Regions from separate parts of the Zea mays genome. Here regions 1 and 2 are each linked to region 3. A link is a contact called in public Hi-C data. All regions are on one chromosome and are shown on one strand. Each heading gives the region's core, a stretch centred on a gene start, on an enhancer-like site or on the middle of the called end of the contact. The rest is flanking DNA. Distances are from core to core; before and after follow the strand shown. Region 1 holds the start of LOC100285676 (ribose-5-phosphate isomerase). Region 2 holds the start of LOC100283991 (shikimate kinase family protein). Region 3 holds the start of LOC100383778.

What was found. A called contact is a pair of places that touch in the nucleus more often than the background predicts.
Region 1: a contact with region 3 is called in a Hi-C map of endosperm, with 3 times the contacts expected there. The contact joins the promoter of LOC100285676 here to the promoter of LOC100383778 in region 3. A contact is called at or near these places in 2 of 25 Hi-C or Micro-C datasets (ear and endosperm).
Region 2: a Hi-C map of tassel shows a contact between it and region 3, with 4 times the contacts expected there. The contact joins the promoter of LOC100283991 here to the promoter of LOC100383778 in region 3. A contact is called at or near these places in 2 of 25 Hi-C or Micro-C datasets (leaf and tassel).

What each region holds. Positions count from the first base shown.
Region 1 is chr1:156,208,297-156,211,108 of Zm-B73-REFERENCE-NAM-5.0, forward strand. It overlaps LOC100285676 (ribose-5-phosphate isomerase), which reads left to right and starts at 1,287. Exons shown (of 4, transcript NM_001358286.1): 1 at 1,287-2,233. The coding sequence starts at 1,296.
Region 2 is chr1:154,799,342-154,802,094 of Zm-B73-REFERENCE-NAM-5.0, forward strand. LOC100283991 (shikimate kinase family protein) reads left to right here and starts at 1,435. Exons shown (of 9, transcript NM_001156889.1): 1 at 1,435-1,588; 2 at 1,678-1,724; 3 at 1,852-1,906. The coding sequence starts at 1,444.
Region 3 is chr1:155,550,948-155,553,647 of Zm-B73-REFERENCE-NAM-5.0, forward strand. LOC100383778 reads left to right here and starts at 1,372. Exons shown (of 3, transcript NM_001359630.1): 1 at 1,372-1,519.

The sequences.
Region 1 (2,812 bases), core at 37-2,536, 660 kb after region 3:
AGTTGAGCTATGAAGATGAAGAGCTTGGAGAAAGGAGTCCCACATGATTTTTTGGGAACTTCCTCTTGTATACGGTTTGGGTGGTCTCGACCCATCTATGGGGTAATGGCTCACTAATAGGGGTTTGGGAGTAGGGCAATGATCCACTAATAGGGGCTTGGATGGTTTTTACAGCCTACCTATAGTGTATCGACCCACTGCTAGCTGGAGGGGAATAAACCTACGGCTTCACGCGTGACGCAGGACGACCGTCGAAACTGATGCTTTATAGTAGTAAAGGTAAAGAAGGCATATATATATATATATATATATATTTTATCTCATTGTTATTTCCTAATGTGTAGCTATGTGTATGTCAGCATCTAGCAACACGTGCTATGATACAATTGAATACAGTTGAATGGCTTGATATTCTTCATTGTTGCTGTAGAAAATCCTGAGAAGCAACATCTCTCAATCCGCTGAAAATTATAAGCTATATCTAAAAGGCATCAACATCATAATCATGTACAGAAGCTTCAATATTTCATTATGTGGCTTCAATAGTCATCATGTATAGAAGCTTCAGGGTCTGTTTGGTTGGGCTGTGGCTGTGAAAAAAGTTGTTGTGAGCTGTGACCTGTGGAAAAAGCTGTTGTGGGCTGTGAGTTGTTAAAAAGCTAAAAACCGTTCGGTGGAAACCACTAAAGTCGTTAAAAGTTCTTCGATATATGTTTTCACAGTTCCATCCGAAAGCCACTAAAAACAGGTCCACAGATATTTTTAGTTTTGCACTGCGAGAAAGTCAGCTTTTAGAAAAAGTTGTTTCCTTGATCCAACCCTTTGATTTGGCTTTTGACTTTTATGGGGCAAAAGCCAAACCAAACACACCCTCAATATGTCAATTTCCAATTTATTGTTGATTATAGTAAATAGAGCAACAACTTTAGCTAACTTTCTCGCAAGGGAGTCTAGATAATACCAAGTTTATGGTTTATAAAAATGCCATAGTATTTTATACCATAAAATGTTTGGTTGCACTTTTAAAAACTATATTTTAAAATCATAATATTTTAGATACCATGATGTTTTTGAAGTATTGAAAACTTCACTCAAAACTAAAATTTTTATGGTAATGGTTTATAATGTTATACCTAAACAATGTTTCTCGAAATTATGATATTCTTAGAGCCAGCCAAAACTTTTGTATTGTCCGCAAAGTATGGTATTGTAAAGCTATGGTTTTGTGAAACATTGTCCTAATCTGCTCCAAATTTACCAATTTTAGCTAGGGCAAAACGGATCCCGATTCCCGGATGGATGTGCCGGCCCGGCCCGGCCCGCTCGGCGCTCGTGCTTCTCCCCAGTCCCGTCCATCCAAAGCGTTTTGCACTTGTGCACAAACTGCGGCTGCTGTAGATACGCGCGCCGCCACTCCAAGGTCCAAGCCTCCCTTGCTCCCGCCACCGCCCCTCACCATGGGCAGCGCCGCCGCCTCTCCGCAGCCGTCTGGGAATCTGACGCAGGACGAGCTCAAGCGCGTGGCGGCGCACCGCGCGGTGGAGTTCGTGGAGTCCGGCATGACGCTGGGCCTGGGCACGGGTTCCACGGCCGCGCACGCGCTGGACCGCCTGGGCGACCTCCTCCGCGCGGGCGCGCTGCCCGGGGTCGCCGGCGTTCCCACCTCCCTCAAGACGGAGGCCCACGCCGCCCGCGTCGGGATCCCGCTGCTTCCGCTCGACGCCGCCTCGGGCGCCAGCATCCGCCTCTCCATCGACGGCGCCGACGAGGTCGACCCGGACCTCAACCTCGTCAAGGGCCGCGGCGGGTCGCTGCTCCGGGAGAAGATGATCGAGGGCGCCGGCGATCGGTTCGTCGTCATCGTCGACGAGTCCAAGCTCGTGCCGAGGCTCGGCTGCACGGGCGCCGTCCCCGTCGAGGTCATCCCCTTCGGCGCGCCCCACACGCTCGGCCTCATCCGCAAGGTGTTCGATGGAGTGCCTGGCTTCCACGCCAGGCTGAGGACGGTCCCCGCCGCCAATGGGGAGGACTCGGACGCGCCGTTCCTCACCGACAACGGCAACTACATCGTGGAGATGTTCTTCGAGGACGGTATCCGCGGCGACCTGCTGGACATCAGCGATCGTCTGCTCCGGATCACCGGCGTCATCGAGCATGGCATGTTTCTTGGCATGGCCACTACAGTCATCGTCGCTAACAAGGACGGCACCGTCACAGTCATCAACAAGAAGAAGTAATAATCTACAAGTAGCCTGTATGTGTGCGTCCGTGTGTGATCCAGCTACCTAAGTTCTGCTCGTTACCGTTGTGAAACCATCATTTTGTTTTATCATCTCATATCTTTCCTACTGGTGATTCCAATATATCTTATTTATTATCCCTCCAATATTATCACACATTGCCTTCTGGTGATTCTCATGCAACTACCTCCAGCTAAAACTGGAACAGAACGGTTCCGTTCTATTTGGCTCCTACCAAACACTACCTAAGATTGACTTGCTTCTAGCTTATTTTGGCTGACCTGACCGGAGGGAGTATTAAGAGCTGTTTGTTTGGTCGTTTTCAAACCTGAGATGCATTCCCAGCGTGACCCATTCCCATTATTGAGCGTTTGGTTGGGACGGCCCGTATTGGGTTGCACTGTCTGTGACCGGATACGGAGGGTAGCTTCTCGTTACCGCTCCTTAGTCTTTCTCCAGCAGACTCCTTATTCCACTCTCTATCTCACTTTCTATTTCAAACTGCACTCTGTAAATAGTGCAATCTACCGTACAAAACAGTACTTTGCACGACTGTTTACACGCCCTGCTGG
Region 2 (2,753 bases), core at 185-2,684, 750 kb before region 3:
GCTTGTAACCCCCTACTGCAAGCGCATCCGACCTGGGCGCGGGACGAACACGAAGGCCGCGGGATTTCCACCTCTCTCACGCCCGTCTCCGGCCACCTCGCTTCCCCCCTTCGCGCTCGCCCACGCGCTCGACCCATCTGGGCTGGGGCACGCGGCACACTCACTCGTCGGCTTAGGGACCCCCCGGTCTCGAGACGCCGACAACTCTCCAACCAAACAAAGAACCGAGCAGCTCTGCTTTATTGTACTCTTCAACCAAACAAAAATAGAGTAACTATGTTCTGCTTGTCAAACGGAGAATAGAACGGATCCATTCTAAAAACTAGAATGCAGTCGTTCTATTTTAATTGACTCCAACCAAATGCATCCTAAAATTGTCAGGACCCGCACTGTTACGTACCATGTGTTTGGTTGGCTGTATCAGGAGAGCTAGACTCCTCACATGCATTGACTACAGTTGAGCCCGTGTTTGGTTCGCTGTAGCTAGGAAGCTGGGCGCGCATGCACTGGTGCAGTCTAAGCTTATTTTATTGTATCCACATATGCACAAGAATCGGTCGTATCCCGCGGGACATGATTGGGCCTGCATGCGCTCGCGCATGCATCCAATCATACGTGTAGTGACTGTGTTCGCCTGAGGTCCTCTGTGCGGCATCCAGAGCCAGAGCGCATACCGCGGCCTGAGGGCTACAGCTAGGGGTGGAAACGAGCCGAGCTCGGCTCGGCTCGGCTCGGCTCGCTGCGGCTCGCTCATGTAACGAGTCGAGCTCGGCTCGGCTCGCCCATCTCACGAGCTGGAAAAAGCGGCTCGGCTCGGCTCGCTCCTGGCTCGCGAGCCGGCTCGCCGAGTCAACGAGCCTAGGCATAAAATTAAATCTGCTCTCTAAATTATAATATAAAATCTTAAAAATATTTTAAATAATATATTTTAAATTAGTAAAATAGATATATTACTAATATAATGTATAAAATAGATTATTTTTGTATAGTAATCTCAAATAACATAAATTAATTGTCTACTCGATATTAATATTATATGCTAATTAAGATTTTATGTAACAAATTGTTGTTGGGTCGAGCCACGAGCCAGCTCGCGAGCTGCACCGAGCCGAGCCGAGCTGGCTCGCTCTTTTCACGAGCCAGAAAAACAGGCTCGGCTCGGGCTCGTTCGGAGCGTCGAGCCGGTCCGAGCCGAGCCGAGCTGCTGCGAGCCCGAGCTAGCTCGTCGAGCTCGAGCTTTTTTTCCGGCCCTAGCTACAGCTAAGGCCAGGCCACTGGGCCTTTCGTGTTGGGCCATCCGAGACTGGAAAGTGGGGCCCACGAGGCGTATCGATCAAGCACCGTCCACTCTCACATCAAAGGCGGAGGTGAGCTCCTTCGGCTCTGCGCCTTTGCAGTTGCGGATAACGGGGAGGAGGCGGAGCGACCAACGGCACAGGCACCATGGCGATGCGAGCAGCTACAGCGGCGGCGACAGGCTTCTTCTCTCCATCCACCGTCCCTCCGAGGCGCTTCTCGTCCGTTACACCGCCGGCGTCACTCTGCACCGCGCGCTGCATCCAGCGTCACCGTCTCCGCGCCTTCCCAAGTACAGTGCTGCAATCTCTCCGTTCCTTCCTTTTGGTGTTCCCATTTCTCAATGTACAAATACCGCCTCTCTCACCATTCCCTTTGCAGGCTTGGAAATACCTCTAGAGGAACTCAACCCATCCGTCGATCTACTTGTAGGCTCCACCCTTCTCCCTCCCCCTGTTCCTGTCATATTTTATCTTCCTGTTATTGTTTTTAAATAATCGTTGCCCTACTTATGGACGGATTTTGCATGGTTTTCTTGGTTGCAATCTAATGCAGAGGAGAACTGCGGAGGCCGTTGGCGATTTCAGGAAAACGCCAATCTATATTGTTGGTATGCTTGTCAGCTTCCTTTGGAATTTTTTTTCCAGGGGATAGGGGGATTAAAAGGCCTCAGCAAACCAATCGTTAGCCACAACAATCAAATCTAGACACATTTTAAATTTCGTAACACAACAAACTAACCGACATTAATCTTAGCAGCCCAAAAGTAAGAAAACTGCTCGTAAAAAATGGGCTTGTTCTTGATCCAACCAACATTTTTTAGCCAACCTTAGGCATAGCCCAGGTCTTGGTTATGACAATCTTTCGGGAATAGATATCAATATGTGATGTGATCTTTGCTGTCATTATAATTGTTGTAATGGACATCGGACAGAATATTTTAAGTTGCCAAGATACAAATGTCAGGTCAGTATGCATCCAAACAGCACAAGAGAAAACAACTGATATTGGTGTGAGGACACTGTGGAATTCTAAAACTCATCAGTTTCTTTGACCACCACAATTTACAGCAAAGAATTTCTTCTGGATGAGAGTACGAGACAGAAGACAAGTTGCCAAACATTTTCTAGTTGAGTATCCAATACCTTCTGCCGTCATGGTGTTCCCACAGTTATGGTTGATCACCAATAGAATATTGATTTGTTGTTGTCTAGCTAAGTAATTGTAGTCCCAGACCCAGCCTACAATTTTCTGCCAGCCTACAATAGAATATGGTGTTTCCTACAGACCTTGCAAATTTGGTCGACATTACAATCCTTGACAGTGCCTATCCATTGTGACCACTTTGTTCTGCAGAAGGATCCACAGTTGTTTTTGAACTTGCATTTGTTTTCAACCTATGTCATCCACCATCCAAGCTTCTTTTTGTTGACCAACCAAACAATTGTGCCTCTTAA
Region 3 (2,700 bases), core at 122-2,621:
GCCTTATATAGATGACGATATTATGATTACAGATTGATGTTCTCCCTTATCGCTTATCCTGCATGCTCAGAAATCCTTTCTGACTTGTGTGCGATGCAAAGCTTCTGTATAGAAACGACCTCCACGATGGTTTGGACTCCAAGCCATGTGTCGTCTCTGAGTCTGAGTTAGCCATACAACCCATAAAACCAACCGTTCAGCCCACTTAGGCCCTTTAACAACCTATGGACCCAATTCGTGTTATGAGGACCCAGGAGATATATATCCCCACTTAGACCATTTTATTTTTGTATTCATTGTGTTGTGCTTCCTTCGTTCTAGTATATAAGGTGTGACTATTTTTTATTCTAGCCCCCATAATATAAGACATGCTTCCTCTAGTTATGGTACATTGATGCAATAATATAGAGAGAATTAGATACATTTCTTGATTTTTGAACTAAAGGTGGTTACATCTTATATATTGGACGTAGGGAGTACCAAACATTCGAAGTGGTTACCTGAATCGCTATTTTTGAATTAATTACCGATTGCCCACAACTACCGTTTAAGGTGGTGTTTGATTTCACACTACTAAAGTTTAGTCCATGTCACATCGAATGTTTAAATGATAATTATAGGTATTAAGTCTAATTATAAAACTAATTACATATACGAAGACTAAAAGACATAGACAAATTTATTAAACCTAATTATGTCAATATTTAATAGTTATAATTGATATTCAAACATTTGATGTGATATGAACTAACTTTAATCAGAAAAACTAAATAGTTTCGTTTCTCATATCTCATTATATCGATTTCGTATTCTCTACCACTTCCTTGTGACTGTTTATGATTTTGAATAGAAATGTGAAAACAGAAGTGGTTAATGGTTTTGTTTGATCGCTCAGACCTTTTGCGACCGTTTTTACCCTTTAGCTCAGCTTGCAATCCGTAATGATTTCTATTACTTATATAATATTTTTGTCTTTAAAGATTATAGCTATAGTAATTTAAACAACCGACTTTAATATAAAGCGAACATCTTTTTAGTCTACAATGGAAGTGAGAGTGAGATCACACTGTCGAAATCATCACCACCACAGTACGGTAGCGTCCAAAACTTCAAAGCCAATAAAAGGCGATAACCAAACCAACACGAAAACCATTTTACAAAAAAATATCACCCCACCCAATAAAAAACCCTCGCCCCCATCGCAGCAATCGACGCCCGATCCAACGGTCACTGTGCCCCCACGGCCGCTCCCCACGTCGCACTCCGACCTCAGCAAAGATGCCCTCCTTTTCTTTTTCCCCGCATTATTATTTGATTTCCTCGCCTCGCCCTCCCTCCACTCCTACCGCTTCCGCCGCCGCCCGCCTCCACCCCTGCCCTCCCTCCGCCCCACGCGCCTGCGCATCGTCGATCGGCGCCCGGGCCGCGCGCTCCCTCCGCCCTTGCGCCCCCGTGGACTGAGGCCTCCCGCTCCGCTCAGGCCGTACGCCGCGGGGTTTGCCACTCCGCGTTCAACGACGTAAGTAGCAGGTCAAGACCCTAGTCTCTCCCTAGTTGGATCTAGGGGCCTGTCTCGATCCGCTCCCGGATCTCGGGCCCGATCTGTGCTACCGGTTCGGGTGTGGTTTAGGTTGTCTCGATCCGTCAGTTCGTCGCGGCTGGGTGCTCGCTCGTGTCTTCGCTGTGCGGGATTGGTTCCTGCGTTGGTTTCTAGATCTGAGTCAGTTTTTGTGGTTAGAGTTGACGACCGGGCCATTTCCGCGCGTGTGAAGTTAGATTCATTTGTGGGGAGCGTCGACGAGTAGAGTTGAGTTGCGTTAGGCGTTGAAGAATCTGATGCGCACTCAATTTGTATAGTTGATTGTTTCTAGTGAATTTGTAACATGAACTTCCACGTGCTAGTCGTACCATTTTCGTTGCTGTTTCTGTGTATGATTTAGGGCCTGTTTGAGACTGCTCTAGCTCCAAGAAATTTGGTTGAGTTGGTGGAACATTTCATTAGCTGCTCCAGAAAGCCGTAGAGCAAGAGCTGTGAACCTTTAGAAGACATTTAGATAAGTTATTTTGTTTATTATTTAGATTAAAAATGTTTTAAACTATTTAAATTTATGTTATAAACTTTCCATGCTGGAGCTAGAACCTGGAGCACTCCCAAATACTCCCTTAGCTCCTTCCGCGTACTCTTGTTTGGTATACAGTTACTTGTGGTAGTGCCACCAGCTATTTTCTGAAAAGGGAGGTATCATGCCCTATAGTACCTCCCATATTGATCGTAGTCTTGGTATAGTTTCTGTTAAGCAATAATTTCTACAGCTGGCCAATTTCGCTGCAACCATTTAGTTTTGTAAGGGCACATGTTTGCTTGCTTGCTTGGAGAACTCTAGCTTCATTGGTTTATAGCTTGCAGTGTTAGATTGGAGGCCATGAAAAACAGTATCAATCTGAATGCCAGTTCTTGTTTATTGCGGCGAGTTGAAAAAGATTCATGCCAAAGTGTATTAGGTTCTTAACTTGTTATACTGCTAATTTGTCTATGATCTTGTGCTCCACTAAGGGGTTACATGTGCATCAATGACTAGCATTGGATCATTATTGTTCATATGACACCATGATTATTGTTCATATGGCATCTTGATTTGTTTATTGGACTACTATAAGAATCTACCACGCGTTCCTGAAATTATATTATTTCTCCAATTT